Linked DNA regions of Mus musculus: region 1 is linked to region 2. A link is a contact called in public Hi-C data. All regions are on one chromosome and are shown on one strand. Each heading gives the region's core, a stretch centred on a gene start, on an enhancer-like site or on the middle of the called end of the contact. The rest is flanking DNA. Distances are from core to core; before and after follow the strand shown. Region 1 holds the start of Thada (thyroid adenoma associated). Region 2 holds the start of Eml4 (echinoderm microtubule associated protein like 4).

Region 1 (4,814 bases), core at 1,378-3,877, 1.1 Mb before region 2:
TGCACCTGACTTCCTCATATAAGCCAGAAACATCTTGAGAGCTGCGCAGGTGTACCAGGATACCGGTGAATCCATTTTGATGGAGATATGCCCTTGCTGCCCTGATTAGCTGAAGCTGTGTGCCTAGTGAGGTGGCGTGGCCTGTTGTGCGTGGATGGGAACTGAGAGTATAAAAGAGTGAGAGGCCCAGGGTTCGGGAGAGATATAAACAAGGGAGATATAGAGAAAGAAGAAACAGGACTGAATAAACGTGTGCAGAAGGATCCTGTTGCCGTGTCGTTCTTGCTGGCGAGTTGGGGGCGCGCGCAAGATAGATCTGCCACCAAATCTTTTCCAGGCTGCCCGGGTCTGCATGAAAATCCCCTTGACAGTGCCTCTGGCATCGTTCATGCACAAGGCTTAGTAATGTCTAGGAGGGCCAGGGCTGGGCAGACATCAGGGCCTTTCATGGCTTTGAAGGCCCTCTGTTCGGTCTCAGTCCATTCTAAGGACTGGGCTGTCCGTGAGCTGGCATAGAGGGGCTTGACTGTCTCAGCAAATCTCATTATCCATGGCCAGCAGTATCCAACCACCCTCAGGAATTCCCATACTTATTTTTGACCAGGGAGTAGGGATTTTCTTCAACTGCTGATTCTGTCTGCTGTTTGAGATTTCTTTTCTGCTACTGTTGCATTCCAGATTTTTCCTGCATTTTAATTCTTTAGCTGGCTGAAAAAAATTAACCTAACCCAAACCTCTAGACTGTATCATTTCAGGACCCCCAGACTATCAGTAGTTTGTTACTATTAGGAAAACCCCAGGCAGCCCTAAAAAGCAGGCCCACTGACTTGGTCCAAAATGACAGTCTTGGCTCAGCTCATGCTGCCCTATAGAATTGCTGACATTTTCAGCGTTCCTCAGAAATTTGAGGAATGGTTTCTGTCTGTCAGGAAGAGCCTTTCTCCTATTTTCCCTGCTTCTGGCAAAGAAGACATCTTCCTCCTTGTTGACATGCACCTCTGGTGCACACCAGAGCCAATGCTAGCCTCCAAACTCTTCTGGTCCTTTTCCACAGGTCCTGGTTAGGCATCTCAGAGCACAGATTAGTATCCTGGCCTTTTCCACTTCCTCCTCTAATTTAACAGTAGCCAGGCTTCCCTGATAATAACCTACTAATAACCTACACAATTCTTGCCACATCCGTCCTGCTTCCCTATCCCCGGCTATGTCCAGTCCCCTGCCCTGCTCCCACCCCTCTGCTCTGGACTCCTCCAGAGCAAATGTCCATATATATCAGCACAAATGCAGCACAGTAGAGAACGGCATATTAACAGTGAGTCAAAGAATTGTCACCACTCAGTTTTAGGTGAGTGACCTGAAAGCAATGCCAAAAGATGTGAATCGGTGGATAACAGACACAAAATCAACCAAGCTATTGTTTAGTGATACTGTAAGACCCCTGAAGCTTGGCCTCCGCTCAAGTCCCAGGATAAGTTGGCCAGCACCCCAAAGACGGGAGAGAAAATCACACTGATGCAAACTGCAAGAGGTTTTATTATCAGCTAGCTGAGGACAAACTCCTTCCGCCATGCAGGTCAGGGGAGTTTGACCCGACCCCGATGACCCCAGTGACAGTAGGGGGCTTTTAATAGCTAGCTGAGGAGTTGGGAAGAGTTGGGCGGAGTGTCCTTGGTGAAATTTACAAGGCAGAAGGAGTGGGGAGTGAGTTCTTTCTGAATTTTTATCTTCCCCTAACCCTAACCCTGAGTCCTTGGCACAGGAAGCCAGGCAAGTGCTGGCTGGGTCTTTTACAATTATCGCATCTCTGGTTGTAAAGTATAGAAACAAAAAGGCTTTTTGCTGGCTATAGAGAACAAAGAGCTTCTTTCTAGCTGTATTTTTATAGGTCAGGGAAAACAAGCTTGGGGAAATGTTTTAGGGGCTTTACCTTTCAAGGAGAAACGCTTTAAGTCAGGGTCTCACAATACACGTGGCAAAACCACAAAGAAATACAAAGTTTGATAGAAAAGCCATCCACCTGATGAACCTAATTTTCATTGTTTTTCCCAACTATGTATCTCAGAGCCCAGGCCAGCATCCCGGCCTTTTCAGCATCTTGTCCGTTCTGTGATCTTGTCCCTTGTCCCAGCTCCTTACTAAGGTGATATAGGTCTCTAATTTTTACTCAGTTTTAAAGGACTGGACTGCAAGATAGTCTGTGAGTTGTGTAAAAGATGCAGCCTTTAAGGCAGCGTTTAAGGCTCGGACAGTGGAGTTCAAGTCGTTGCTCTTGGCTTCAGTTCCCGTCCCTGGCACAACCGTCCCCGAGTGTAGATTTTGCCTGTCTCTGCGCTGGGCACAGTGAATGTAGAAAGTCTGGGTTGGAACAGAAATGTCGGCCTGACACCTAGAGGTGTGGAGGCTGCTGCTCTGCCAGCCAGAAGGAGGTGAGGGGCATGCAATTCCCAGCAGTCACCATCATAGGCTCGCTTATCAAGAACTGTTTAGTCGCGGGCTCTCTAAATCCCCTCGCAAACGCCCTCTTTGATGACGTCACAACCCACCCTCACTTCTGATTGGAGGAGCGGCACTCGGCCGCTCTCGCGATATTTCCGTGCCAGCTTCCAGCCCTGCCTCCCTTCGCCGGGGACCGGTTTTTGGATCGCGCACCACGTTACAAGCCGCAGGGACGCGGTAGACTTGACGGGCTTCCGGGTCTCGTCCAGAGGTGGCGACGCTTTGCAGACGTCCTCGGGCACGAGGTTTGGCTCGCGGGCGCGCTGCCTGCCAGGCACGCGGGCGCGGGGGACCGACTTCGCCACAGCGCGGCCGGGGCAGCTTGCAGGCCACCCCGAGGGTGCCAGCCGTGGCTTCCGGGCGCTGAGGTCTCCATGGAGACAGACAGCCCTTGAACCACGTTTTCATCCGTCCTTCTGTCAGTCTTTGGACTCCACGTGGGAGGCGGTCGGGAAGGTGTAGATGTAGATGGGCGGGAAGCAGCAAGTGGCACCTATGGGCAGATGCCCATCAGGCTGAACCGGGATTTTCGGCTCTGGGCCGGCCCAGTTCACCCGGACACACGTTTACCCTTAGAACGCGCAGAATCACCGAGTCTATCTCTGTGTAGTCCCTAGGACTCCGGGATCAAATACTGCTGCAAACTTGCCATTTCAAATCACAAGTGTCCCCTCAGTTTCCTTCCTCAGTACTTTCTCAGTACTTTGCACGCTGGCTGCTCGTTTGGGAAATTATTTCCCTAAACTTAACCCAGAACTTCAAGGCCTTTCCTTGTTGTCTCTCTGTCTGGCTGTGTTCATTAACTTTTTTGCTTGACTGCTCATTTGCCGTTGCTGTAGTGACTTGCCGTCCAAATGGACTATAAATGCTTCAGTTTCTGGAGCGGTATGCCACTTAGCTGTAGCATGTCCTTTTAGGTACCAGGTAGCCCACCTTCCTTCTAAAAGTATATATGTCCCTCCTATAATATCTCTAGCAATTGTTAATTAAGAATTCCTTGATTTAGTTCATGAAATTTTAATAAAGCATTTACTACATGCATGAACGACTAAGGAGTTAAGAACGGGAACACTGAACACAACTATTCAGTTCATTGCAACCTTTATGGAGCTTAGTGCTAGGAAAAACAGGCAATAGACAGGTGTGCCAGTTAGTGTAATCTTAGGTAGTAATACATGCTGTGAAAGAAATCTGAAATGAATGGCAGAGGAAGCTGGGGCCAGATTGTTTTCAGGCCATACACCCAAATTTGGATGTAACTAATGCATTTTATTTAGTGCAAGGGAAAACCTTTGGGAAGTTTATAAGCAAGTGCATGGTTAGATTGCTTTGATTCTTCAGAGACAAGTAGGGACAACAAGGAAGCTATGTCAGGAGTTTAAGTGACGCATGCTGAGTCGTTTTCTGCCTGGGAGGGTCTGCAGGTAGACCATTCCTCAGTGGCCACGGAGGTCTGCCTTTGACTTAAGCTGGAATCTGTATCCTCAAAGCTTTCGTAGAATGTCTAATTATTAAATGGGACAAAAGAAATCTCTCCTTCAAAGCAGCACCTCATTTAAGGACAACATAATGAAACCCCCCATTTTCAAGGTAGTAAAAAAACCTTAAACAAAAAGCCCACAGATTTTGTTTGGCAAACCAGATCTCCTCAGCTCAGAAATTGTCACTCACTAGTGGCTTTGTTGGGAGATATCTATTGGTCATCTTAATTTGTTGGTAGTAAGATAATCCTGGCATCTCATGGGGTGCAGGCTGGGGAGGCTCTAAGCACCCTACGGTGCACAGCCCACCATCCTCAGTAAGAGACACGTGGCCTCAAATGTCACTGTTGTTGCAGGAGAAACTCTCCACTGGACCACTGCCTCAAGTTCTTCCTTCTTGCAGAGCGCTGTTCATCCTGTGTAAGATGGGTGTGAAGAAGAAAAGAGAAATGCAGGTTGCTGCGCTGACTGTCTGTCATCAGGACATGGAAACTTTGAGATGTATGTGATTTTGACAGTTCATTTGTCCAGTGAACAGATTTGTAAACAGAGTGTGTGAATCGCTGGAACCTGGCCTCCCTTACTGAGGGACTGGGACTTGGGACATGTGAGAGAAAATAAGTAAACCCTGTCCTTCTCAGTCTTCTTCTGGTCTGGTGTTTCACAGCAGTGCAGTGCAGACTAGGACAGTAAGTTTGTGTGTGGGCACACGGTGTTTCACAGCAGTGCAATGCAGACTAGGGCAGTAAGTGTGTGTGTGGGCACGTGGTGTTTCACAGCAGTGCAGTGCAGACTAGAGCAGTAAGTGTGTGTGTGGGCACACGGTGTTTCACAGCA
Region 2 (4,382 bases), core at 1,370-3,869:
TTGCTTATGAAAATGTAGTCTTCTCACAATTTTCCAAAACCCTCTCTAGTATGTGAAAGGAGATAGAAGCATCATCCACTTCCTTGAAAAAAAAAACCGCTTTCCATGTTACCCTAGAAGAATTTCACATGTTTTGAATTTTTTAAGTTGAAAAAAGAAGTCTTTACACATAAGTGCTTTCTTTTACGCTAATGGCTCTCTTGATGATAAAATAAAGATCAATGTAACTCTAAGCTCCAGGCTAACGAACTGCAGGGGACAGAAACAAGCAACTTGGCAGAGCTCTGCTTAAAGGCTACTAGTAAAATATACCAGCTCCCCCCCTCCCCCACCCCTTTAAGGTTTCAATTAAGATGGGGCCTAGTTTTACTCATAGAAAGCCACAGAAAGAGAAAGCACAACTCCTGTTACAAAGTCTCTTCAGCGAAGGCAACTCCAGAAAGGAGACAAAAACCATCCCCTTCCTTTACCACTCAAAAGATGGCAATTCAATGTTCCGATCACAAAAGATGGTGTGAAATGAATGTTTAACGTCATTATGTCTCTTTAACACAACATAAAAATGGGATTTGTTTTCCTGATTGCAACTCTTTCTGTTGTCTCTACTGGATTAGTTACGCATAAACTTGTTTAACAAGGCATATACACTTTCAAAATTAACTTAAGTGTTTCAATTGGTGAAAAAGGCACTTTTAAAGCCCTCCAGAATTCCTCAGCACAAGCACAAGAGTAAAGATCACATTACATACAGAGATTATCACAGCCCCCCAAAGATACCCAATCTGCATGTTAGCAGACACGCAGGCCAGTCTACTAGCCAGTATGAACTGGGGAAATGAACCCAGTCACAAAACCAAAAAAGAACAAATTAAGAGTTAATGCCTGGCTAAAAGGAGGCCGAGAAGGAAGTAACTTCACTATGTAAGGAATTACAAAACATCAAAGGTTAGATAATGGACAACAGGTGTCTTTGGAGAGAAAAGAACCACAATGCATTGCTCCTATTTTAGGATTTCCATTCTCAAAGCTGTATAACAACAATGATTTTTTTTTCCCCTCAAGAAAGTCAAGACCAAAATTGTGCCTTTACTATTTAACAACTGTAAGAGCCTGATGCTCTTCTGTTTACTTTTTAACTTTACTTTAAAAAAAAAATCCATCTAATCCCAATCTTGTGTGGGCAGATTAAAATATGGCTTAGTGCCAGATGGTTTGCTGATCAGTGAACATTAACTAACTAGAGATTTATTATCACGAAATGGAAAAAGAAAAGCATCCGACTATACACGCTACTACCACATAAACTAGTCAAATATACAAATCAAACCCAGTCGCTGGTATCACATAACCGCAGTATCAGCAAAAACAGAATCGTTTCTCTCACCGTAACACTGAAATCTCTACAGTAACTGGATTCCAGTGGCCTCAAAGAATAGCCATTCCAGACACAGGTACTGGTTACCCTGGAGTTCTGTTCCTCAAGTCAGTCACAACATTTAGCACCTGTACTCTGGTTAAATGGAACACTGAGAAAACACTTCAGCCAACAGGATACCCTATCCCTTTCTCTCCATTCCACAAAGACAGCATATTCCAAAAATGGAGAATCCTTTCTTTTCCGATTGAGGCCCCCTCTTATGGGTTCATTGGGCAGGATTACTTCTCTCCAGCACGCATGGAGAGCATACTTCTGCTTTCACTCTTAAAGAGGGTCCCCCAACACAGATGCGCCTCTTCCTTCCCTGTATTGAGTAGATGATAATGCTCTCCACCACTGCAAAACGTTCAGGGAAGTGGAGGGAAGCTGTCAGTTACTGAGGGCTACTTAATAAATCTTCAAATATAAAGACTGAAAGGGGTGACTCCAATCCAGAAGTGGGACTGGGGATTCCTACTCCCTCCGGAAAGGCTGCCCCAATCTTGCCTATCATTCCGTTTAAGTGGAGAGATGTACTCTGAGGGAGAGTCTGTATTTGATGAAGGGGTGCCCTGACTTTAACGGGGTGGGGGGGTCAGAAGAAGGTGCTAAGTGTACCGGGAGGGACGTAGCAGCGGCTGGAGGGTCGTTGAGGGGAAGGAGGGCCCCCGCACTGAAGGGGGCTCTGGGAAGAAGGGAGGGTCTGGAGGCGAGGGCTGCATGGGGGGAGGGGCCGCCCGTCCCGGAGGCGGCGGCGGGGCTGCAGCCTCGCGGGGACCATGTGCCGGGAGCGGCGGCCACCCGCAGGGGCAGCCCGGGGAGCAGGGCCCGCGGCGCGCGCGCGCGCAGGAAGCCGGGGTCCCGGGTTACGTACGAGGGGCGCGAGCCCGCGGCCGGACTCACCGAGGCTGCCGGCGAAACCGTCCATCTTGCGGGGACCGCGCCGGGCTCGGGGCTCAGCGGGGCGGGCGCTTCATTCAGCGCCCCGACCGTGCGGCGGCCGCGGGACCTGACCCGCCGGTTCTCAGCGTCGCCCGGCGCGGCTTCCGACTCCCGCCGCCGCCGTCCGCCGGTCAGCCCGTCAGCCCCGAGGGTCAGTCGGTCAATCAGGTTGAGAGCCGCGCCGCCCGCCGCCTGCCCGGCCTCTCTCCCTCTCTCTCTCTCTCTCCTAAGCCGCAGCCGTGAGCGCCGCGCCGCGCCGCGCCGCGCCCCGCCCCCGCGCCCGCGCGCAGCCACGGCTCCGCCCCCGCGCACGCCGTCACGCTTCCGATCCCGCCCCACGTGACGGAACGGGGCGGGGCTTCCCGCGACACGCCCCTCCCTCTCTGCCCTGCCTCCGCAGCCGCAGAGAACTCTTGAGAGTTAGGAGGCTATTGGCTGCTCTTGTGTTCCTGGCCCGGTTTCGCCACCAGGATTCTCCAGCCCGAAACTGGGTCTGAGTGGACGGGGCTCGTGGGTGTCCTGCTGCTAGAAAGCTGACCTGCACTGTGGGATTCTTTCCCTCTGGGAAGCCCGCGGAGCACAGTTCTAGAGTTCTTTTGAAGGGAGGTAACGAGGAGGCTAACGAGTGAGAGGAAAGATTCCCCTTCTTGGGGTTCCCCTCTCCTCTAGTCAGTGAGAATTCTAGGTAGAGACAAGACTTTTTGACCAGCCTGAGGCCATGTCTGCCACAACCGCAGGTTCTAGGACAGAGCACAAGCAAACAATGTTAATGCTGGATGAAAAGAGTTCGTCTTACCCAAGTCTTATGAGGAAAGTGCACGTAAAAGACTGGCTTGGCTTACTCTCCTTTTGTTCTTCCCATCAGGGCACAAAGCCACCGGATAGCCTATCAGGAAACTATAGCACAGACTATTAGTTTTTAAATAAACCTTAGTTCTAGGCTCAAATCTATGAAGTCACCTAACTAAATTTAGGCCTTGCTTTAATTTATTTGCAAATTCAAGTGCTAGACTGTACCTGAGGCTGACCTCTGGCACACGCATGCACAAGCACAACCAAAACTCATCCCATCTTCTTCAACCCTCTAATCTTTTATTATTATTATTTTATTTTTTAAAGATTTTTTTTAAATTTATATGGGTACACTGTCACCCGGTTACAGATGGTTGTGAGTCACCATGTGGTTGCGGGGAATTGAACTCAGGACCTCTGGAAGAGCAGTCAGGGCTCTTAACCGCTGAGCTATATCTCTCCAGCTCTCAACCCTCTGATTTTATCCTCTTTCCTTACAAAGACATTTGAATAGTTTAGGTCCCTTCTAGGTCGATGTGCAGATTAGAGTAACAAAAAACTGTAAGGTGTCTCAGAGACTAAATTAGATATACCTTTTAAAGTAGCTGGGTTAGGAAAAAAATAAGAATGTCTGTTAATAGAGTTGTAGGTTACAAGGAACAAATTGAAGTAAGGAGAGAAGAAATGGGGAACAACAACTGCCATGAAAAGAATTGACAGAATTAAATGGTTGAAAGGATTGTTAAACATCCTTGAAGGATACCTCTCCCCTTTGATGCCTTTTTAAACTTCTTTCCTAAGGGCCTGGGAGTGTACCTCGGTGACCAATTGTGCTTAGTAAATAGGAGGCACTGGGTTTGATCCCCAGCTCTGGAAACAGCCAACAAACAAAATCTAACTTAAAAACTTAAGGAAACATCACAGCAAACCTAGGAGGTCAGTGTTGTAAACAGGACACAGCAAGGCTGAGAGATGACAGTCAGTAATGTGCTTCCCACAGAAGCAGGGAAAGTGTACTGATGTACACTTACAATCCCAGATCTGGGAAGGCAGAGACAAACTGAACGCCAGGGCATCCTGGCCAGCCAGCCTCCACAGAGAGGTCCTATCTCATAAACAGCTCATGAGGAACTGTACCTGAGGCTGACCTCTGGCACACGCATGCACAAGCACAACAAATGAAAACCTGACATTGGCTTTTTAAAAAATGTTTAACTAAAAGAAGAGAATA

The links. A called contact is a pair of places that touch in the nucleus more often than the background predicts.
Region 1: a contact with region 2 is called in a Hi-C map of cardiomyocytes, with 6 times the contacts expected there. The contact joins the promoter of Thada here to the promoter of Eml4 in region 2. A contact is called at or near these places in 1 of 39 promoter capture datasets (pre-B cells), 1 of 484 Hi-C or Micro-C datasets (cardiomyocytes) and 1 of 115 datasets of contacts at active chromatin or transcription factors (large pre-B cells).

What each region holds. Positions count from the first base shown.
Region 1 is chr17:84,464,021-84,468,834 of GRCm38.p6, reverse strand. It overlaps Thada (thyroid adenoma associated), which reads left to right and starts at 2,627. Exons shown (of 38, transcript NM_183021.3): 1 at 2,627-2,741; 2 at 4,334-4,478. The coding sequence starts at 4,403.
Region 2 is chr17:83,349,178-83,353,559 of GRCm38.p6, reverse strand. Eml4 (echinoderm microtubule associated protein like 4) reads right to left here and starts at 2,619. Exons shown (of 23, transcript NM_001379374.1): 1 at 2,321-2,619. The coding sequence starts at 2,345.